7 separate regions of the Mus musculus genome follow, and all the other regions are linked to region 1. Evidence: chromatin contacts called from public HiCAR-type and HiChIP or PLAC-seq data. All regions are on one chromosome and are shown on one strand. The core of a region is the stretch at or near the end of the contact, and the rest is flanking DNA. Distances in the headings are between cores, read along the strand shown.

Region 1 (3,104 bases), core at 259-2,758:
TGTCTTTTTTTGTTTGTTTTTCGAGACAGGGTTTCTCTGTGTAGTCCTGGCTGTCCTGGAACTCACTCTGTAGACCAGGCTGGCCTCGAACTCAGAAATCTGCCTGCCTCTGCCTCCTGAGTGCTGGGATTAAAGGCGTGCACCACCACGTCTGGCTGAGAGGCCCTGTCTTAAAAATATTAAAACAAATGGAGTTGGGGTTGGGGAGATGTTTCTCAGAGTAACTCCATCTGTACAAACATCTCTCAGGTCAGTCTGTGTGGGTAGGAGGTGAAGGGTGAATTGAGTCAACCAGAGCCAACCAACCATCTTTTGACTATAATGAAAGTCAATGGATTGTCTTTTGGGACACAAGGACCTTAAGTCACAGCACTTGGTTGATTTTCTTGCTCTTGGGCACGACTGCATTTCTGAGTGTTCTGCAGTTGTCCTTGACTTGCATGAACCTCAGTGCTCTCCCTCCCCAGATAATATTTATACTCTATGGTAAGGAGTGTGTACTCCCAAGGCCTGAGAAACTGCAAAACCTGCATGATTACAAGAGAGTGCAAGGGCAATAGGGTGAAGTAAGAGCTGGGGTGCTGATTCAGAACTGGGGTCCAGAGAAGAAGAGGGGGTGGGGTAGGTGGGGCTAGGTTTTTGTTTTTTGGTTTGTTTGTTTGTTTGTTTGTTTGACTCGAGTTTAGTTATGCAGCATTATCTGGCTTCAAACTTTCAATCTACCTTTAGCCTCTGGAGTACTGGGATCTAGGATGTACACCACCATACCCAGCTAATTTTACCTTTTAAAAAATTTTATCTAATTAGTTTTGAGACGGGGTCTCACTATGTAGCTCTGGCTGGGCTGGCTGGAACTCTTTTTTTTTTTTTTTTTTTTAATAGATCAGGCTGACTCAAAAGTCACAGGTTGCTGCCTGCCTCCGAAGTGCTGACATTAAAAGCATGGACTACCACATTGCTTTTAAAATTTATTGAAATACTGTTTGGGACTAGAATTAAAGATATGGTCTTGTATCCTGGGTTGATCTCCATCTATTAGTCTTCCTGCCTCTCATCTTCCCAACTACTAAAAGTACAGACCTAGTCCATCAACCACGCCCTTGGTTGGAGCCAGTGTTTTAAAGGAGCATGAAGGATTTTAGTATGGTGGAGTAAGAGGATCCCTAGGATTGGCGAGAAATGAACAATGTGGGCTATTATTACAACCCAACTAAACTAATAAGGGTTCAGGCCTTTGTGCGAGGTTCTTCCAGCTGCTTATAAACTAAGGAGCCAATCAATTGAAGCCAAGTAGGAGAGGCCTCCTCCGAGGGATAAAGAGGATATGGCCTATTGCCTTTGTCGATTGGTCAAGACTCCCTATCCGTCGAGGAAGCGTAGTGCTGCGGCCAATTGACGTGGCGTTACTAGGCGTGTTGCAGCCTTGAGGCGGGGCCAGGCCACAAACGAATTTTCTGATTGGTTACGGTCTGCGGGTTGCTGGGGAGAGGCACGGAGAGGCGGGCACGAGTCCCAAGGCCGGCGCTGATTGGTTGGGGTTAGAGCAGCTTTCCTTCCGATGATTCGGCTTTTCTCGGTTCAGTCTCCGTGAAGCGTTTGCAGCCGTCGTTTGATTAGTCGCTGCCCCCCTCGCGGATTAGGAGCTAGCGTCTCCCGCCCGCCCGCCTGCCGCCCCGGTGCCCCTGGGAGGAAGCGAGAGGGAGGCTGCCAGAGGGTTTGTCACTGCTGTTGCTCCTCCGCCTCAGCGAGTCCAGCCCCGGCCTAGTCGGTCGCCTGCCTTTCTCATAGCCGTTACCCTCAGGCCGCCACAGCCGCCGACCGGGAGAGGCGCGCGCCATGGCCTCTGGAGCCGAGTAAGTGTCTGCGCGCGCCCGCCCTCCCGCTGGCTGCGGGGGCGCGCACCGTGGGACCCGCCGTGCTGGCTAGGCCCGGTCGGGCCGCGTCGGAGAGTCTAGGCCGGGAGGGAGAGAGAGGGAAGGAGAGGCCAGGGACGAGGGAGGGCCTCAGGCCGGGCTGTGCACCCGCGCGCCCCCTAGGTCGGGTCCGCGCTGGGCCTGGGTCGGAGCCTGGACAAGATGGTGCTGTGTCATGCAGGCCCCGACCGCCTGAGTAGCTCCCTCGGCGCGGCGGCCCCGGCCTAGTTAGACTTTGGGGTCCACACTCCCTGCGTGGAGACCTTTGGCGCTGGCACGCCGGTCGGCCATGTCGCCGACCACACGCAGAAGACCCTGAGCCTGAGAAGGGAAAACACTGCAAGCCCGAGGCCGCGACTGGGCCCGGTGGGCGTGGACTTGGGGCCACGTGAAGGCCTCAGGAGCCCTGAGACTCTAGGGAAGGCCGGGCCAGGGAGATCTGAGGAATCCAGCCCGGTCTCGGTGGATCTGGGACGGTGTCACTGCGGGAAGTTGGCATCTTCTGAACTACGTGTAGTGAGGGGCTGTTAGGGAGAGGGCAAGTCATGCCCTTCTCAAATGGCAGTTTTTCACTGTGGGAGACCTGTTGTAAACACCCGGAAGTTTTAACTAGGGGCTTTTTTTTTCGTTAGTGTTTTGCTTTGTGTATATATTTTTGTTTTTGCTATGATCGGAGGTGGCTAGAAAGGAGTTGGTTTTCTTTTATTTTTAGGCGCTGAAGTTAGAATCCGAGTTGTTTTTATTCTTTGTATCTTAGCTTTGAGAGCTTGTAGGTTAGAGTTGGCTTAACTCTTCAAAATAAACAGATCTCTATCCCCAAGCATCTATGTTGAGTCTCTGGACTCTTATAGCCCCACCTTCATCTTTCAGAGAGCATAAAATAAAACCTAGCCATCTCAGCCCATTTAGTTAGAAACTAGAGCTTCCCATACAAAAACAAAGCAAACAAAAAACTAGCAAGTGTAGGAAAATATACAAACCCAGAGGTTTTGAGGCCATTAGGTGTTTTGAGTGTTGTAGGTTTCATTTCTTTGGGATGAAGTATTCACTCAGTTGTTTGGCTAAAAGGACTTTTTTTTTTTTTTAAATAGCTAGGCTAGGATGGGTGGTTTTGTGTACATACATAATCCCAGAACCTGAAAGAAAGGCAGAATAGCACATTACTAGGCTATAGGCTAGCTGCACTGGGAG
Region 2 (3,104 bases), core at 201-2,700, 1.9 Mb after region 1:
ACCCATCACAACTACATGACTAAGATATTCGTTTAAAACTTGTGCCAAGATAACCCCTCCCTTCAAAACAAACGAAAACTGACTCATTGGCCTATTTTACCTAATTTTGGAAATAAAATAATAAATGAATTCCTAAACACCCATTCCCTCTGTCTCTACCCCCCACAACATCTTCACTCAGGGATTCTACCCTCCAAATAAACTGCTTCAGTCAAATCAAGACAAAACAAAACAAAACAAAACAAAAACAGTATCTCCAAGTACTGAACTCAGAAATAATTAATGGAAACAATGTCTATATAGTGGCAGCCTAAGGAAACACTCCACCATGAGAAAGCCTATCACCTCGGATGCAGCTCATCTGTGGGACGACCCCATTTGTTGGAGCTAACCACCTAAGCAAAAGCTTTTAATCTTGTCTCTCGAAAGTGGGAAACTATCAATCTGCCTGACGCGTTCCACCCTTTGTGGATGTTTGTACATGGAGTGTGTGGGGGGGGGGGGGGGGGTGCTAGTAAACTTGGTAGGAAAGGACAAAGGGCATTTTGGAAGCAGCAGAGACTGACTATAAAGTAAATGGAAAACGAGGACAGAAAGAGGACTAAATTAAAGTCCCCTCGAGTGGATGAACAACAAGACAACGGCCAGCACACCACCCTCCCTTTTTTGGCCACCCCCATGGTCCTCTTCCTTATTACCACCTACTGTAATCAAAAGTTGGACTACCACTACCCAAGACCAACAAATCCTCCAAATGTCAGGGCACTAGCAACACGGGCAATGACAGGCTAATATTCCTCCCCCACACCCCCCTAAAAAAGAGAAAAGTCCAATCCAGTAAGTGCAGGTCACCCTGCCCTCTGGGGCAGTTCCAGCCTGCGCAGAGAAGGCTCAGATGGGTCCGAGAAAGAGAAGCTAGACCATCCCTATTTCCACACACCCCTCAGCTGGAGAAACAAAACAAAGGCAGCCCTCCTTCCCGATAGCCACTACCCCAGCCAAAGAGGCTTTTCCTATTTCCCGGTGCAGTCTGGCCTCCCGCCCCCGCCCCATGACAAAGAAAAGGCACTTGGTGAGCAAGGCCTTCCTGCCTCTACGGATGGGGGAGGGGGCTGCGAGGTGAGGAGCCCCCACCCCCCACCCCCGGCTCCCCCGAGCTCACGCTCCCCGCCAGCGGCGGAAAGCCGAGACCGGGGAAGCTGGGCCGAGAAAGGGTGGCGGTACCTTGAAGTAGCCGCCTTCGTAGAGGGTGTTAGGGGGTCCGAAGATGGCCACCTCCCAGTTGTAGAGGTCGGACTCATCCACCAGGGTGATCCGGAAGCCCTCCACCGGTTCCTCCTGCAGGGATTTCAGCTCAAGCATCAGGGCTTTCTGCGAGCTGGTCATCTGCTGCTGGGCCATCGCGGCGGCGGCGGCCGTGCGGGGCCGCGGCCCCAGTCCTCGCGCACCGGCCGGGCCGGACCAGGCCCCTCCCCTCCGCTCGCCCTCGGGCCGGGCCGGGCCCCTGTCTGTCCTCACACGCCTGGCGGGGCCGGACCAGGCCCCAGACGGCCCGCGGGCCCGCCCGGGGTCCTCCTCACTCACGACTCGGGCCGGCCCGGGCCCTCCTCACACTCGGGCCGGGCGGGGGCGGGCCTAAGGGAGTTGGGGGAATCCGCTCCGGGCTCCGGGCCTCCCCCCCCCGGAGGGGGCCTCTACTTATGGGGGGGGGAGTGGAGGTGGAAGCGAAGGAAGGCGGCGGAGGGCAGACGATGGTGAAGACAGGGGTGGGGGGGCCGAGGCGGCCCGGGATCGCCGTGCTCGCTCGCCCTCTCGTTCTCCGCGGGGGCCGGAGGGGCGCACGAGGGAGGGCGCGCCGTGCGCTGGGGTCTCGGGACGGCGGCGGCGGCGGCTGCGCGGGGGGAGGGGCGGAGGAGGAGAGCGAGAGCGCCTCGCGCCGCGGGAGCAACAGAGCAGAGAAGGAGGGAGGGAGGGAGGGAGGGAGAGGAGGAGGGGCGCGCGCCGGGAGGGGGGCGGCTCGCGGCGACAGCGGCCCGGTGCGCGTGCGCGCGCCCCTCCCTCCCTCCTTCCCTCCCCCCCCCCCCGCCCTCCTCGCTGTGCTCTGCTCTACTCTGCTCCTGCCTGCTCGCTTCTCCACTCCCCCCTCCAACCCCCACCCCCAACCCCGGCCAGGCCCCACGGTGGCTGCGCTTTGTGACGCTTGCGCGTGTCCCCCACCCTTAAAGAGCCAAGCGGAGGTGGGGATCAAGGGCGGGTCGCAGAGGATTACTTTGGGCCCTAAGTGACGGTTGTGCGGCTGGACGCCGCGGTTCCAGAGGCGTGTCCCGGAAGGAACCTCAGCTCCTAAGGCTCTCAGCACTAGCGCCCAGTGTGTCCCCTGGCCTCCGCAACCTTCCTGTGAGGAGCCCTGGTCCTCCGCATGCACCCCTCGGTGACACCCAGGCTGTGGTCCTTACACTTAGTAGTGCTTCAGTAGGTTGTGTCTCCCACCTCAGGGGAGGCAGTCTCCCAAAGGAAAGCTAGAGAAAAGCAGGCAAGCTCCCGCTTCCTTTTACCGAGAGTAAGTAGTAGGTTGTGTAGAAAGCGGAGAGAACTAATGTTGAGCCCGATTACGGGGCTTCCATGAGATTTGGGGAAGAGCGCTGGCTATAACTTAGTCTACTTCTTTGCAAAATATTGATGTTGGCCTAGTGTGGCCTTGGAAGGGGACAAAAGCAAAATGATCAGTGTGAGGCCAACCTGGTCTACTTAAGTAGTTCCTTACCAGTCAGTACTACATAATGAGACCCTCTCTCTAAAAACAGACGGCTGCGGTGGAGCTTTTTAACTCTACGGATCTACCTGGCCGTGGCGTGGCTAGGGAGACACAGTCTTCAGTTCCTGGATTAGAATACTCTAGGATTGTTTGCTATAATGGTGGCACATACTTTTGATTCCAGCACTTGATAGGCAGAGACAGTCTGATTGTGAATTCAAAGATAGCCTGGTCTACATAGCAATTTCCAGGCAGCCAGAGCTACATAGAGACCCTGTCTTTAAGAAAGAAAGAAAAAGAAACAAAGAAACAGAGAAAGAAAAAAGAAACAAAGACCTCAGAACACCGA
Region 3 (3,104 bases), core at 390-2,889, 1.7 Mb after region 1:
AATGTATAATTTTTAACAAGATATAGCTCAGCTGTTTAGAGCAATTGTCTTTCCAGAGGATGTTGGTTTGATTTCCAGCACCTAGAATATGGATCATAACTATCTCTAACTCCAATTTCAGGGGACCCAATCCCATGTTCTGACCAGGCATGTATGTGCTACATATATACATACAGGTAAAACATCTATATATATATGAATGGTATATATGTATATATTTGAAATACATATTAATCAGGCATGGTGGGTGACTCTTGTCTATAATCCTTGAAATACCACCATTTGGGAGACCAAGGCAGGATGACTGCTGAGAGTTAGCGGTCACCATGTACTGCACAATAAGGCTAGGTTAGTCTGGGCTGGAGTTAAAGTGTTTTAAACATCTAAAAAAAAATTATTTATTTAATGTATGTGAGTACACTGTGCTGTCTTCAGACACCCCAGAAGAGGTCATTGGATCCCATTACAGATGGTTGTGAGCCACCGTGTGGTTGCGGGGAATTGAACTCAGGACCTCTGGAAGAGAAGTCAGTGCTCTTAACCACTGAGCCATCTCTCCAGCGCAACATCTATCTATTTATTTATTTTTTAAAGATATGCTAGTGATTAATCTTTATTTGAGTCGGCCTGTGGTGTCACGTGCCTTTACTCCCAGCACTCTGTGAGTTTGAGGCCAGTATGGTCTACAAAGCAAGTTCCAAAACAGGGAAGCCCTGTCTCAAAAAATCAAAAAACAACAAAACTCCATTACTTTTGCTTAATCTCCTGAGGTTAACATCTTTACTAAGAGGTGGATCAGGTAACTTCTCAACAAGGAAAACCTGATTTAGGTTTCTTATGCCAGAAAATAACTTTTCCTTTCCTATTTGCAAAACCGGTCCGATACTAGTAGCCTTTTGGGCTAGAACACCTCTAACATCCCGTTGGCGTTCAAGGAATGGTAGTTGTTTCCTGCAGAAGAGAGTTGGGAATGCAGAAAGCAGTCCACATTTGACTACATTGAAGTCTCGTGGCCTTCAGCCGAGGACGTTCTGGGTGTCTGGCTCAGCAGCTGGCGGTTGGCGTTTTCCCGCGCAGAGGGCAGGGCGGAGCGCCAGCCTCGCAACGTGGGAGCTAGACCCACTCTCCGCCAGAACTACACCTCCCAGCAGGAACCACGCTGGTTCGCTTGGCAGGTGGCACCCATTGGTACTAACTCGGAAGCTAGCCATAAGATGCTCGAATAAGTCAGAATCAGGAGTTGTACTTAGGAGCACGCTGAGAAAAGGCGGTCGTAGAGAGTGCCTTTGCCGCGCAGCACTCTGGGAGTTGTAGTTCGCCCTCAAAACGTCTAGAAGCCAGGCTTGCTTTGAGTGGCTGCACCATGTCACGTGACGAAAGAGCCGCACGCATCGAGCATCTTGCAGTGTTTCTGAGGTCATCATAGCGCGACCGCACGCTTTAATAGTGGGTTCTCTATAGGCGGCGGATAGTACGACCCTGAAATTCTGACCACAAGCAATGTCACCATCTCCGCCGCCTCCACATAGTTCCTCTCGCTCAGCTCCCAGAGCTGTGTTAGCCAGCCGGGTAACCCCGTTCAATCTTCAAGTACTGGCTCCACCCTCTCCCGTGACGTAGGGATCACGTGACGGGCAGGGCCGCCTCTGCCGCCGCCGCCGCTTTGTAAGAGGCACATTGGCAGGTAACGAGCGGCGGCGGCGGCGGGTCCCGAGTCCAACGAGAGCAGCAGCGGTAATTGTCACCCGGTCCCCTTCATCCTGCCTCCCAGGGCCCTGAACCTTGCAGTGTATGCTTTCTGGACCTGGGCTAAGGTCTTCTGAACTCCCAGCCCCCTTTGGGATGCCCCAGCGTCTACTCGGGTGGATCGGGCCGAGCTTCCCTCGCTGGCTTCATGTTTCCGTAGTGTGTCCAGGCCTGAGCACTCTCTTTCCTCTCCCGCTCAGGTTGCCCTGTGCTTCCTGCTCCACCCCCCACCCCCCATCCTAGTTGGCCGGCCCCACCCAGCCCCAGGGGGCGCCTTCCCCTCCCCCCCCTTTGGGTTTTTATCCTGGAGGGTGTGGTTTTCTCTCCCACCTCGGTCCCTGCACGTTGGCAGGAGCTCCTCCGCCACGCTGTCGCCCCATCCGGACCACCTTTCAGCTTTCTAGTCTGGCGCCTGTCCTGGGACTGGTCTTAGTGCCCAACTTCTGCGCTCTAGTCTCTCCCCACTTAATCTGAAGGCATAGTTCAATTTTACTACTTTTCATTACTGTGGTCTTTGGTGTTAGTTGAAACTCTGTGAGTTTCCTCTTCATGCCCTATTGAAGTCTGGTGGTGTCATAGTTTATTTATTCTTTAAGGTGAGGTAAGAGTGCTTGTGAACTGTAAAGCGTTGTTAGAAATTCAAACAAATTCTTTAGCCTGGTGCGTTCCAGCTCAGTTTTCCTAGTCAGCTCTCCCACCTTCCCCCCTGCATTTTCAGGTTTAGTTACCCAGGCATAGTCAGCTCTCCCACCTTCCCCCCTGCATTTTCAGGTTTAGTTACCCAGGCATGTCAACTGTCACCACTTAGGATTCGTGTTTTCTCTTTGGGTTGGTCTTGGAAGTCTTCCTGCAGTTTTTTGCTTTAACATAATCTCGTAGTTTACTACCACTAATACGCCTTTCTACTTTATTTCCAAGGTGCATAGTCTGCCTACTCTTTACTTTTCTCCAGCAATTGTGTACAGTAACAATTGGAGCTTTTAGGTGATTCTATGAGGTACCCAGAGATCATTTATTTGAAGAGCATGCCTTTTTTTGGGAGGGCGTTTTTGAGAGAGGGTTGCACTACCTAGCCAAGGCTGGCTTTTAACTTGAGAGCCTCTTGTCTCAGTCTCTCTAGCTCGCTCGCTCGCTCGATAGTTTTTACAGGGTTTCTTCATGTTACAACCTTGGCTGTCCCCCACTTGCTTTGTAGACCAGGCTGGCCTTGCACCCATAGAGATCCACCTGCATCAGCCTCCCAAGCACTGGGATTAAAGGCATGAGTCACCATGCACCTCTTGCTTCAGTCTTTCTATGCTGGGATTTCAGTTTGCATGGATTACAGTCAAACACTACTGTGCCTGGTTACAATGATC
Region 4 (3,104 bases), core at 346-2,845, 1.7 Mb after region 1:
GACCAGCAGGTAACTGGGCACCACAGCCTGAGGCCAGTCAGTCTCAAGCAAGAACATCCTGCTTCCTCCAAGGGTTTCTTTGCCTGAGGAAAGTGGAAGCTGGCACTCACATTCCTTCAGGATCTTCGGAAAATGGAGGCAAGGGTGATCCCGCTTTGTTTGGTGACTGGTGCCAGTCCAAACCGGACATGCCAAAAATGACCACTCTCTTTTCTGTGGTTCAAGATTTCACTCCTTAATGGAGATCAAGGCTGGGCTCCGAGAGAAAGGCAGGCAATGGCATGAATTACAGCGATGGGTCTATTTGCTGAAGCACAAGGACAGTGTGACTTTGACCTTGCAGACCTAAAAAGGGTGGCATTTTATGAAAGAAAGTGACTTATTAGATGTGGTTGCACACACCTTTAACTCAGCTCTGGGGAGGCAGAGGCATGTGGAGCTCTATAACTTTTGAGGCCAGATTGATTTATATAACATGCTGCGTTCCAGACCAGCCAAGACTATACACTGAAACCCTGTCTCAAAAAAAAAAGGAAAGAAAGAAAAGGAATAAATAAAAGAAGGGGAAAAGTGACTTGAGGTTTAGACAGGAGTCAAAATAGACAGGGAGCTGGAGAGTAAAGAAGTGGAGAATGGAATCTGGGGACTCCGTATGTGTGGGGAGACCTGTGCCAACAGGCATGTGAGGCAGCCTGCGTTAGCTCTGGTACTTTGATGTGGCAAAAATCTGACCATACTGCTGCCTTCCTACCCTGAATCCATCTTGAAGGAGTGTGATGTGGGGTTCTCTGCCTTCCTTAAAGTGTCTAATCTTTTGTGCCCATTGACAGTTTGTGAGAATGTTGGGGGAAAGTGCTAAATGTGAGGCTACTAGTTACAGGATTAAGAAACGTCTTCTGAGGTATAAGGAAGGGTCAGAACCTGGGCCCTAGCAGCCTTAACTCATTCTCAACAGGCCAACTAAAAGACAAAGTGTAAGGGGAAACTTGAAGAAAGGTGTTAACTCGGTCTCATTGGAAAGAACAACGACGGGACATTCTCTTATCCTAGTCCATCTTAGGGGCTGACGTGTGGTTTGTTTAGGCTTAAAGGCAACAGCTATGCTTAAGTAAGCAGTCGTCGGCAAGGTGTGGTCGCATCCATCATCTGTTCGCCCAGTTTCTCTGGGAAGGTAGTCTGACAAGTTTTCCCAACTGTGATCTATCTTTCCTGGAGTCAAGTTCCTCTATTGGCTGGCATCTGTGCCCTTGTCCTTTCCTTCTCCCAGGAAAACTGCAATTTCTTAGAGTCCAGTGTTTTAATAGTCTGATTGCAATCTGGCAATCAGGGTGTCTAGAATATCTTTAATCCTACCATGATGGTTACAGGTTCAAGATTGGTCCCGCAGCCAGGCAGCTCATGCTTACTTCCGCATGCCAGAGGATGAGCTGGCTGAGGTCGGAAATGTCCCGACAGAAGGCTGGATTCCTTTGGCCACAGCTTAACCGCCATTGGCAAGAGGCAAGCGGAAGTTCTCCGAGGACATCAATTCTCCTTGCTGCGCTTAAGTCCCGCCCTGCTGGTCTGGGCGGTGTCTCCGTGGCGACGTGCTGCTATGTGCGGCTGCGCAGGAGTGACGGGGCGCGGGCGAGTGGGAGGGGGGTGTTTTGGTTCTCGCCGCTCGCCGTCCTTTCCAGACACGGCGGTAGGAAAGCTGCTTGTTCCTGCTTTTCCTTCCCCTTCCCTTCCCCTTCCCCTTTCCCAACCCGGATTTTCCCTTCTTCCATTTACGCGCCTCATTTTGATCGACTGCTGCCCGGGATCCGAGCCATTTTCCGGGCCGGGCGCTCGAAAGCGCGCGGCCCCAGGGCCCGGTTCATGACCCGTCGCCCTGCCGCCCCTTGCCTTCTCCGCCTCATGTGGCTGCGGGGCCACGGCGGCGCTGCCCACTATGGCCCGGAAAGCAGTTAGCAGGAAGCGGAAAGCGTCTGCCTCGCCAGGAGCCGGGAGCGACGCTCAGGGCCCGCAGGTGAGGGCTCACAGGTCTGGGTCATCACCTAGCAGGGGCTTAGGGCGTTCCAGCTGGGTTCAGGAACCTGGGGCCAGGGCGGGACGAGAACCGGAGCCGGGACTGTAGAGCAGTGACCGGTCCTTCTGCAGTGTACTGGCGAGCAGGCGGGCCGGAAGGGTGAGGAGCCAAAAGAAAACTACAAAATGACGCCTTCCGCTGGAAGTCAGCAGCTAGGGATAGAGAGCTTCAGGACCTCCTCGTTCCTGGAGGGAGGAGAAAATGAAGACAAGGGGAATCGGAAGTAAGACCGACCTTCCGAAGTTACTGGGAAGGAGATTGAAGTGGACCTTCCAGTGGCACTAGGAATAAGGGCCGATGGTCTCTTATCAAGGAAACCATCTCCTAAACTGGGTGCAGGCCCCTTTGGCTCTTTAGACATCTAGAAGAAACACCAGGTGTCATCTCTATATTGCCCCCTTTGGAGAGGAAGGCCTCTTGGACTTGGGATTCCGACGCAGGTTACCCCGTTGGTATTTGATTTTTCGAATTCTAAAACTGCCCGCAGCGCAAGTCGCGCGGAGTCAGATGAGCGGCCATTGACTGTACATCCCTGGAAGATCCGAGACCCCAGTCTGGCTCTTTGAGCTATACTCTTTATGCTCTACGGGGTGCACAGGCGGAGAGGGAGAAGGGGGCTGGGTAGAAGTGCAGCCCAGGTGGGTTCTGTAATATGGACTTCATTTCGTAACTATCAAGGACACCTGGGTATATGTTATTTCTGAGCCCTCCACTTTCCTCAAAGGTTTAGTTAACTTTTTTTTGCCCTGTTTATCCATTTTCTAAGTAGTCTTCATTATGAGAGCCTTATTTCAGTGCTAGCCGAGTTAAACTGTACTTTCTGGATTACAAATCTTCTGTTAAATGTTTGATTGTGTAAATCCCGAAGGACGAATTCGTGTTGGTTCTTTTATAAAACGGTCAGACTTCTTGTCTGAAGGAAAAGTGGCCAAACCCCTGATTTCTGATGTTGGCTTTCACAGTTTGGCTGGGATCATTCGCTGCACAAAAGGAAAAGACTCCCCCCAGTGAAGAGATCCCTAGTGTACTACCTGAA
Region 5 (3,104 bases), core at 375-2,874, 1.5 Mb after region 1:
TACAAGATAGAAAAGTATACCTGACACTGCTGTGAAAGAAACTTAGCCACTCAGGTCAGGTTGTTACCTGAAAGACAGGTCCTCATTTGTAAAGTGACTCTAACGTGTATTTCTCATTGTTGAGAGTTTAAAGTATGTGTAGACAGACATGAATACATGCCAGTCACTCTTATCTTGTATTATAATAGGCCACCTGAATGCTTCTCTGTATTATACTGGCAGTCAACTCTTTCTAATAGTTGAATCAAGAATTTCCCCACCTCTGTGTCATAGTCCTGTCTCTCCTGGAACTCAGAGATCCTCCAGCCTCTGTTAGGAATAAAGACATGCACTATCATTTTTATATTTTTCAGGAAACAGCTGATAAACAGTGTTCACACTAAGTATTAGTAATTTTTAAAGATCAACAAGATTAATTCCCTTTAATATATTGTCAATTTTCTCTTTTGAATACTGTATTTCCTTATTAGTAAGAATTACATTTATTCTTTAACTGATTAGTGATTTACTTTTGTTTATGTCTTGTGTGTCTGCCAGTTGTGTGTGGTATGTGGGTGCCTGAAGAGTCCAGAAGAGGGCCATGGATGCCCTGGAGCAGGAGTTGGGAGGCTACTGTGAGCCACTTGGCATGGATGCTGGGAAATGAACTCAAATTTCTCTGGAAGAGAGGTTAAGGGCTCTTAACCACTGAACCATCTCTCCAGGCCCCCGAATCGCTCATTTTTGAGCTAAAAACGAGCACTCCATTAAAGTACATATGAAGCTGCACACATGCTGGCTACTGGATTTGTTCCTACTATGCTGGTGGTTCCTTTTTGACCTGAGAGGCTAGGCCTGGCCAAGCATTTTTTCCCAATAGTCTTTGCAACCCGTTGAAGCATTACTATTATTTTTCACAAAAGGAAAAAAAAAATAAAACTATGGTTCAGAAATATTTTTGAGTAGTTAATCAAATGCAGACACGTCCAATTTCTAACATCATTAAGCTTAATTGCCACTGGACATTAGAACATTTCTGCATTGGCAACTTGACTCTTCTCGATTTAAGCTGTTTCGCCTTTTTTTCTTAAGACGGGAATCTTGTGACTTTCTATCTCTGGGGGCTAAAGAGCACCTGTCACTCTTCCAAAAGATTGGGGTTCGGTTCCCCGGAACCTATACCAGGTGGCCCACACAACGTTTAACTCCAGCTCCTGGGATCCGACGCCTTCTGGATTCTGAGAGCATCTGCACGCACGTGGCGCGCATAGACAGACACAGACACACACACACACACACACAAGTAATAATTTTTACCAAACGTAAGATCTTTTGGAATGCAGGCAGGGTTTAATCGATAACTACAAAGCAAGCCTAGGGAGAAGATATGATTGGCCCGCTAAGTCCCAAAGGTGAATCTCTCTGCCTCTGGGATTCTTCCGACCCACGCCCTCACCACTGAACCTAGTCCTCTCTGGTGCACAGAGATAAACCGAGGTCCCGCGAGTGGATGGGGCCTGGCCTACACGCGCCTCACTGCCAGCTCCGTCCCCGCAGCAACAGGTCAGGAGCCCGCGACACTCCCCACGCCCCCCAGCCCCACAGCACTCACCCGTAGCCCAGAGGCAGGAGGCGGTCCTCGAACGGAGACGTAGCGCGCCAGCCAATCAGAAGAGCCCGGCTGCACTTCAGACGAGCCACAGAATTGGGCATCAGGCGCTTCCACCCGCCCCTGAGGCGTGGTTTTTTGGCTGGGACCGTCGCGAGATCTGCCTCAAGCTGAACCATTGGTGGAGAATGAACCGCCCCCTTCCCCTTCTGATTTCTGATTGGCCTTTTAGAGGAGAGGTGACAGGCTCTGTGAATGACCATTGGTCGGTGCTGCGGGACCGCGGGCGGGCGGGCGTCGGCGCGCGCGTTCGAACTGGCGCTTGTGGCGTTGCCATGGGGATGTGGCCTGGCGGACACCTAAGGCGGGTTGACCGGACGCTCTGCTAGCCCGGCCTTAGGGCTTTCTCCTCACCGCACTATTTCTTCGGTCCTCCCTGAAAACTGACTGAGGAGGAGCCGGGATTGCCCTGAGGTGAGAAACGGTGGCTTTAGCTTGAGCCCAGGCTCTGCGCCTGCGCGGGAGCGGGTGCTCCTGTCTGCGAGCGGCGCGAGCCGAGACCGGTATTTGCGGGGTAACTAGAACTTGGCTTCTCGGGTTCTTCGAGGGTTCTCGCGCTCTCTCACGTTTCATCTCCCTGTCTACCGCCTCTTCAGCAATTACCTCGACCACCACCAGCTTTGAGGCTTTTCTGAGTACCCCAAAGGCCTCTTGCCTTTGAGACACGCTCTTCAGAGCGCTTCGATTGGACTTTCGGTTGTTTTGTGAACTTCCGCAAACCTCATTCTCCTTTTTTCTCATATAATTTTGACCTCTGAGATAAGACAAGCCTTTCCACAGCGTCTTACGCATATTAGTTTTTTGTTTGTTTGTTTTGTTTTTTTAAGGAAATATTTGTTCAGTTGGCTTTCACTCACTACAAATAGATTCAGTTATCTTTCTGCCTTGTCCCATTCAAAGTCGATTTGGGGGCAGGTGGAAGAGAGAGGACACCCTAATCTCATATACAAGAGACAGAAAATTCAGCGTTGGCGTTCCCACGTTGGGGGCAGGAAGACCTGCTCAGTGTGGGTGGCAACATTCCCAAGGCAGGGAATTCTGAGCAGTAATAGAGTGGAGAAAGCAAGCTGACCGCTAGCATACATACATTACTTCATTATTTACTGCTTTTCTTTTTTTAAGTTTTTGTTTGTGTGGCTTTTGTTTGTTGGTTGGTTTTGAGACAAAGTTCTCAATCAGAGAGACGTGCTCTCTCCACATTGTAGTCTGGCCTACAAGTACCTCTTCTCAAACCCCTAAATGTATTTGCTTATAACAGGCCATTCTGTCCTTATATGCCCGAGGATTTCCTCTTGTTGTTTACTGACCACCAACTATCGTAACATTTTATCTGTGCTTTGGAAACTGAAATCAATTATTTGACTTTGAGTTTTTTTCACTTAACAGTGTGTGTGTATGTGTGTGTGTATATGTATATGTGTGTGTGTGTATGTATGTGTGTGTGTGAGCACTCAAG
Region 6 (3,104 bases), core at 418-2,917, 1.5 Mb after region 1:
GCTCAGAAATGTTTGCTGCCCTCCCCCTTCCAAGTCTAAGAGCTACCAAACATCATTTTGGAAGAATTCATGATCAAGAAACTTCACATTGTAACAGAAAGTTCTGCTCTGTCCTGCAAGGGAGGGGGTGGGGTTAGGAGGGGGGGGCGGTTATTCTAGAATCTCTAGGGGGTTAGTGTTTTCCCATTTTCTTGCACCACTGCTCCCTCTAGGGGAAAGAACATGGCATGGCACAATCATTTCTAACTAAAGGTTGTCACTAATAGAAGGAGCTACACGTTATATTAGGGTATAGTGGGCATTGCAAAATACCGAGCAGAAACTGGGGTACTGCTAGTCTGGTCCTGAGTGCTGAGAACTGACAGTTCGGAACATAGGCTCTTTGGGTCTACAGGATCCCTCCAAGGCGTTCTTGACTGGGGTATTGACAGTGGGAAATGGGAGCACAGGTCATCCCAGAGTTTTTAAAGCCATTTTTACACTTTATCCATAACACGTGGAGATGAGAGGCCAACTTGAGGGAGTCTACCCTCTCCTTCCCAGCCTGGGGGTTCCAGAAATCCAACTTGGGTCAGTGAGCTTGCTTTATCTGCTTTCTATTTTCCAACCCTGTGCCAGTTCTTAAAAGAATACAGCTCCCCAGACCTTGAGGGAACAGATTCCTGAAGACTCCTGTCTTAGTCACTGTTCTATGGCATGGTGAAGAGACGCCATGACCATGGCAATTCTTTTTTTTTTTTTTTTTTTTGTTTTTTTTTGTTTTTTTTTTTTTTTTTTTTGGTTTTTTGAGACAGGGTTTCTCTGTATAGCCCTGGCTGTCCTGGAACCCACTCTGTAGACCAGGCTAGCCTTGAACTCAGAAATCCGCCTGCCTCTGCCTCCCGAGTGCTGGGATTAAAGGCGTGCGCCATCACGCCCGGCCATGACCATGGCAATTCTTATAAAATAATTTAATTGGGGTTTTACTTACAGTTCCAGAGGTTAGTCTGTGATCATAGCAGAGCATAGCAGCAGGAAGGTATGGTGGAGAAGCAGTTGAGAGTCCTCCCTTCTGATCTATAGGCAGAGGACTCTGAGCCTGGAATAGGCTTTTAAAAAGTCAAAACTCACCCCCAGTGACATACTTCCTCCAACAAGGTCACACTTACTCGAACAAGACCATGACTCCTAATCCTTGTAATCCTTTCAAAGAGTGTCATGCCCAGGCCCTAAGCATTCAAATATATGAGTCTGTGGGAGCCATTCGTATTCAAACCATCACAGATACGTCTTCCCCCCTTGCCTTGCTGTGCTCTTATACACATAGCAATCCTAGCATGGCGTTGCAAGAACCCTAACATTCAGCAAGAACCCCAACAATCAGCCACTCCTTCCTTCGGAACTACATCTCCCATAAGGCCTGGGGATGAGCCAGGCTAGCAATGGTCTGGCAAGGGCGGCGCCTGAGGCGGGAGGTGGAATCAAGCTAGAGGCGGGCCCAAAGGGCAGATCTGGGGCGGTGAGAAGAAAGTCTGTGCAAGGCACGCAGAGTGGGGGAGGGGCTGAGCGCCAGGGGTGGGGCTGGAGTCCCAGGCCTGAAACCACATTGGACGGCTGGGAGTGGCCTAGTAGCCGGAGGGCGGGGCGCAGGAGGGGCTCCACGGTGCCCAGCCAGGCAGCAACCCGCAGGGCTGTGGCTGATCAACTCCTGCTAGCGTAGAAAGATCAGCCGGAGGACCCTTCTCCCTTTCTTCCGTGTGGCGGTCACTGAGGTAGGTGAACCTAGTGGGAAGCCTTTGGGTCCCAGTGAGGGTGGTGAGTTTTCTAAGGAGCACACAGTTCCTGAACTTGCTCTAGTTGGTGGAGCGTCCCTGGACACCTGAACCCCTCCTCAGGCCAGAGCTTCCCAGCGGGCTACGGGCTCCTTGCCCTTCCCTCTGCCCCTTTGGATCGTGTGGGGTGTGGGGCCACCGGTGGGTGTGAAGTATTCCAGGCTGTGTTAGTGCAGTTACTTGATCCTTGTGGATCCCGTCCCTGAGCAGGGGAGGGAGATGGGCAGGATCGAATTGCCTTTGACATTTCCACTCCCCTCCCAACTGTGTCCGACAAAGGCCTCTGCCTCAAGTGGCTCAGTTATGCTGAGCTGGGCCCGCCCTTAAACTGTAGGCTTGGGACTTGCAGCCAAGACTGAGGTTGAGTGTGTAGCGAACAAGAGTTTTCTTAGGCTGAGCCACTCAGCAAACCCCACCTGCTAGCCTTAGCCTGTGTTGGCCAGCTGGCAGACTCGACAGATTATAGGGGTCTAGAACGCCACTAAGACTGGAGCCACAGAGTTCCTCCCCTCGGCTACAATAGCAGATGCCATTAAATTGCCCCTTTCACACCCCTAAAACCGTCCTGATCTGCCCGAGGCAAGCTGGATCTGCCGCAGCTTTTGAAAAGACAGACCTCACCCGTCCACACCCATTCTCATGGTGGAAGGTGGAGGCAGGAGGTTTGGATCCCAGTGGGTGGCTTCTGACGAGCTGTGTTTTCCCATCTATAAAATGGACAACAGCTCGCAGTGTTGCTGGTATTGGACGCTATGGGGTCATTTGGAAGAACATGGTGAGGCCCAACCAGGTGGGTGTTTAAATCTGTGGGCGCCAGTCCTTCATCGAAACCCTAATGGGTTCTGCCTGAGTTTTGAAAGGGCTTTGGAGGATATCATGGTGAGCTTCTCAGGCTCCCGGGGGTCATAAGATAAGACCAATTTAATATGTAAGCATTGGGGCTTAGGGAGTCTTTCCTATTCAGACTCAAACCCTCTCCTCTTAACCCCTTGATGCCCAGGATGTAGCCTTGCTTATGTTGAATGAACATAAGTGTACAGTAAGCCAATTTGGGGCCCCTGTAGTCTTCTTTGGGTTCCACTCAGCTTTGAGAGTATCAGTAAAAGACACTGCTACCCAAAGGAGGAGAGGGGATCTCTAACTTGTGTTAGAGATCAGAGCGGAAGTAGAGGCTGTTCCAGACTGTGCTTGGGTAGTGACCTGAGAGATTAGAGAGCTCTAGGGGGTGCGGGGTTTGGGGGAGAGGATAAGGCAGGGAAAAGAATGGGACTGAATCGTGTCTTCTAGAACCAA
Region 7 (3,104 bases), core at 379-2,878, 1.4 Mb after region 1:
CTTCTTACTTGCCCTGCCTTCTGAGTTCTGCCTACTGATGTACCTCAATACCCCAGTGTGTTTCTGCTCTGTCAAGGATGTATTTTTACTCCCTCATCATTGTGAAAGGTAGGAGTATCTTTCACTCTCAAATGCTTTTAAAACTCCTTTCCACCCAATGGCCCAAATCATCCTTCTAATTTCTGGCTATGATCACATCACTCCGATGATGCTCAAAATTCTTCAGTGACTCCCCACTGTTTCCAGGATGAAATCTGAACCCCTGCGGCTAGGTCACAAATTCACTGGCATTATACTCAGATGTGCGACCATATGTCTCTCTCTTTCCTATAACTGATCTGATCCCTCTCACAATACCCCCACCCTGCTGGGTAACAGGGGGGAACTAAAATTAATCCATCCTGACAAACTCCACGGGGTCCGTAGTTTATTTTAGACAGCCTCTAACACAGCAGCTTCAGATGATTCAGCCCTTGAGATGGCTTTACACTCCCCTTTCTCCTTTTCTTGGAAGGAGGAGCCCTGCCCCTTAGCCACCTGGTCTTGGCTTGTCAGCTGACATTTGCTGAGATGTGGTTGGTATGGTATAAATGAATTAGTGAGAACCTAAGAAGTAGCTATTACTATGACAGTTTTATTGAGAAGAAAGCTTCGTTTAAGAGAGTTAGAAAGTGGAACCAGGAACCAACACCACTGTGACTCCAGTATGCATTTTGCTGTGAGTATAGTATTCTGAGGGAAGTTAAGGCTGGATGTGGGGCCATGGGTCTCTGACTGTCCATGGACAATATGTGATAGAAGCCACACACAAGTACACTTAAGAATCACTAAAGGGCCAGAAATGTAGCTCCTTGCATGTGTGAGCCCTGCTACTTAAGGGTCTGAGAGGGGAAGGCCTACTTGACTGCTCCTGTCCAAGCTACCTTGGTCTCAGAACTGTTAGGATGGAGAGTCAGGCCATCCATGCCGTCTGGATCTAGTTCAGCCAGAGCTGGGCCATTCTTCAGGTGTCTCAAGTTCCCTCCAGCAAGCCATGCACAACCCTGTGACCAACACTGGGTGAGAAATCAGTAAAACGCAACAAAGGTCATGAATTCCCAGAGATCACACTGTTATTAGGACTAGGGGCAATCTACAGGCGCTGTAAAGTGGACATGAGGTACTCTACACTCTACTGGGAGAGGGATATGTAGAAAGATGATAGGTGAGGAGGGTCAGGTGTGGAGGCACATGGACTTTCTCAGATAATAGAAACAGACTTCTCTCAGATATGGAGGGGTGGACGCTTCACATGTGGGGGTGCATTCCAGGTGTGGAAGATGCAAGAAATCCCTGCAAAAAGGTGGGCTGACCCTTCACCTTTTCAAGGGATGGATCAAAACAAAGTGGCCCCTATATACCCCTCCTCTCACCCTTCCCAAGCCCCTCCCTCCTTCTCTCCTGCACCAGGATGGTCGTGTCCCACCCCAGAGCACAACCAATGGCGCGGGAACTTGGCCCGGACAGCCAATTGAACGGCGGCAGCGGCACAGAGATGGCTCCTCCCCCAAAGGGCCGCAGGCCGCTGGCCACTCACGAGGCGGGGCTCTCCGCTGTTTTTTGCTGCCCGCCGAGCTCAGCCGAGCTCAGCCGACTCCCTCCCGCCGTAGCCGAGCCCAGCCGAACGCAGCCGAGCCCAGCCGAACTCCTCGACGCTCCTGCCGCCGCCGCCCGAGTGCTGCCGAGCGAGAGAGCGAGCGAGCGAGCGAGCTAGCGGCCCCGGCCGCGGAGGAGGCGCCGCCCCAGGGGGAGGAGGTGCCCGCTCTCCGCAGACCGCCCGCGGCAGAGGCCGGCCCGGTCGCGCCCCGGCGGGAGCGGCCGGCGGAGGCTGCGCGGCCCAGGGGGAGGGCCCGGGGAGTGGACGTCGCCCCTGCCCGCCTCTCGCCGCCCCCCGCCCGCAGGCTCTGGAGCCTCAGTCGGCGCTGAGCATCCCGTTGTCCCGGACCCTCTCGCGGGCGCGCACCGGGCTCAACTCAGGTAAGGGGGGCTCCCCTACGGGCAGAGGGTCGAAAAACAGAGATCTTGGACGAGTATAAAGAGGCAGTGACCCACACAGAGACAGAGAGACACACAGCTTGGAGGAGAGATAGACACAAAGGCAGAGACACATGCAAGACGCACAGAACCACCGATACCGACCCCATGGAGACCTGTCCCCGAGGGCAAAGGGACATGCAGTCGTGAAAAGAGACAGTGATACACAGAGAGACTGGTAGAGAAATGAGACTCAAGACACTCAGAGATAGGGACACAGAGAGACAGGCAGCCACACACCTTCAAAGAGGTGTGTTTGCAGAGGCAAGGATGCAGATCCAGCGAGAGACAGAGGGACAGGAAGATGTACGTTCAGACACACACCTGATCCAGAGAGGCAAAGTCCCAGGGAAAGGTACACCTAGGCACACAGCCTTGGGTATACAGAACCCACACGTTCCTGCCAGAGCCTCCACAAAGTTCCCTCTGTGTGAGCTGGCACCTCTGCAGGTCTCCTGGACTGGCTGACTGCAGCCCTCAGAAAGGAGAGGATGCCCTAGCCACTACAATCATGGTCATAATCTTCCTCCTGGGCCTTAAGCCACCTCAGTCCCGCCCACCAACAGCACATCTGAAGGGCTAGAAGCATGGTGGGCAGGGCTAGGCTGTACCCACCAGTTCCGAGGAGAATGAGAAAGAGGCTGCCTGCCTACTATAGCTTCCCCACTCTGGCTGCACCACAGCACCCAGGGGCTCAGAGCCAGGCCTGAGGGCGGAGGTGCTGGCTTTGTGGGGTACCTGAGACTGCTGGGACTCACTGCTCTCTGCCTGAGGCCAAAGATGGAAGCTGTCCCCCTAGGCTTCAGCCCACTTCTTCCTCCTCACCTCCGTCTACTTTCCTCTGTACTTCCTCAGGCCCAGGACTGCAGGTGGGCATCTTCCCTGCCAAGAAGTCGCTGTGTGTGGACAGGACAGCCACCTTGGATGGTTGGCCACCCCAGAGTTGTGCCTCGGCATGGGCCTTGCCGCTGAGGCAGCTCCACTGTCTGCGCTGGCCTGAGGGTGCTGTCTGTCATGGGGGCAGCCATCTC

Evidence for each region. HiCAR-type assays count read pairs that join an accessible place to other places. HiChIP or PLAC-seq counts read pairs in DNA pulled down with a chosen protein or histone mark.
Region 2: an H3K27ac HiChIP or PLAC-seq map of embryonic stem cells shows a contact between it and region 1, with 9 times the contacts expected there. The contact joins the promoter of Ube2r2 here to the promoter of Vcp in region 1. A contact is called at or near these places in 1 of 39 promoter capture datasets (erythroid cells), 1 of 484 Hi-C or Micro-C datasets (B cells), 4 of 115 datasets of contacts at active chromatin or transcription factors (embryonic forebrain, embryonic stem cells and large pre-B cells) and 1 of 9 other capture datasets (adipose tissue).
Region 3: an H3K27ac HiChIP or PLAC-seq map of embryonic stem cells shows a contact between it and region 1, with 7 times the contacts expected there. The contact joins the promoter of Ubap2 here to the promoter of Vcp in region 1. A contact is called at or near these places in 1 of 39 promoter capture datasets (cranial neural crest), 1 of 484 Hi-C or Micro-C datasets (B cells) and 3 of 115 datasets of contacts at active chromatin or transcription factors (astrocytes, embryonic stem cells and large pre-B cells).
Region 4: an H3K27ac HiChIP or PLAC-seq map of microglia shows a contact between it and region 1, with 5 times the contacts expected there. The contact joins the promoter of Dcaf12 here to the promoter of Vcp in region 1. A contact is called at or near these places in 1 of 39 promoter capture datasets (embryonic stem cells) and 3 of 115 datasets of contacts at active chromatin or transcription factors (astrocytes, embryonic stem cells and microglia).
Region 5: a contact with region 1 is called in an H3K27ac HiChIP or PLAC-seq map of large pre-B cells, with 3 times the contacts expected there. The contact joins the promoter of Nudt2 here to the promoter of Vcp in region 1. A contact is called at or near these places in 1 of 39 promoter capture datasets (liver) and 1 of 115 datasets of contacts at active chromatin or transcription factors (large pre-B cells).
Region 6: a contact with region 1 is called in a HiCAR-type map of astrocytes, with 4 times the contacts expected there. The contact joins the promoter of Myorg here to the promoter of Vcp in region 1. A contact is called at or near these places in 1 of 39 promoter capture datasets (cranial neural crest), 1 of 484 Hi-C or Micro-C datasets (embryonic stem cells) and 3 of 115 datasets of contacts at active chromatin or transcription factors (astrocytes, embryonic stem cells and stem cell-derived neural progenitor cells).
Region 7: a HiCAR-type map of astrocytes shows a contact between it and region 1, with 5 times the contacts expected there. The contact joins the promoter of Enho here to the promoter of Vcp in region 1. A contact is called at or near these places in 2 of 39 promoter capture datasets (embryonic stem cells and liver) and 1 of 115 datasets of contacts at active chromatin or transcription factors (astrocytes).

What each region holds. Positions count from the first base shown.
Region 1 is chr4:42,998,911-43,002,014 of GRCm38.p6, reverse strand. Vcp (valosin containing protein) reads left to right here and starts at 1,508. Exons shown (of 17, transcript NM_009503.4): 1 at 1,508-1,853. The coding sequence starts at 1,837.
Region 2 is chr4:41,134,367-41,137,470 of GRCm38.p6, reverse strand. Ube2r2 (ubiquitin-conjugating enzyme E2R 2) reads right to left here and starts at 1,450. Exons shown (of 5, transcript NM_026275.4): 1 at 1,225-1,450. The coding sequence starts at 1,401.
Region 3 is chr4:41,273,670-41,276,773 of GRCm38.p6, reverse strand. It overlaps Ubap2 (ubiquitin-associated protein 2), which reads left to right and starts at 1,639. Exons shown (of 29, transcript NM_026872.1): 1 at 1,639-1,734.
Region 4 is chr4:41,313,392-41,316,495 of GRCm38.p6, reverse strand. It overlaps Dcaf12 (DDB1 and CUL4 associated factor 12), which reads left to right and starts at 1,595. Exons shown (of 9, transcript NM_026893.3): 1 at 1,595-2,008; 2 at 3,031-3,104. The coding sequence starts at 1,931. It overlaps Gm46891 (predicted gene, 46891), which reads right to left and starts at 2,154. Exons shown (of 2, transcript NR_168697.1): 1 at 1-2,154.
Region 5 is chr4:41,463,668-41,466,771 of GRCm38.p6, reverse strand. Nudt2 (nudix (nucleoside diphosphate linked moiety X)-type motif 2) reads right to left here and starts at 1,624. Exons shown (of 3, transcript NM_025539.2): 1 at 1,592-1,624. Kif24 (kinesin family member 24) reads left to right here and starts at 1,924. Exons shown (of 13, transcript NM_024241.2): 1 at 1,924-2,062.
Region 6 is chr4:41,501,638-41,504,741 of GRCm38.p6, reverse strand. It overlaps Myorg (myogenesis regulating glycosidase (putative)), which reads left to right and starts at 1,667. Exons shown (of 2, transcript NM_001085515.2): 1 at 1,667-1,751.
Region 7 is chr4:41,638,826-41,641,929 of GRCm38.p6, reverse strand. It overlaps Enho (energy homeostasis associated), which reads left to right and starts at 1,628. Exons shown (of 2, transcript NM_027147.1): 1 at 1,628-2,016; 2 at 2,929-3,104. The coding sequence starts at 3,088.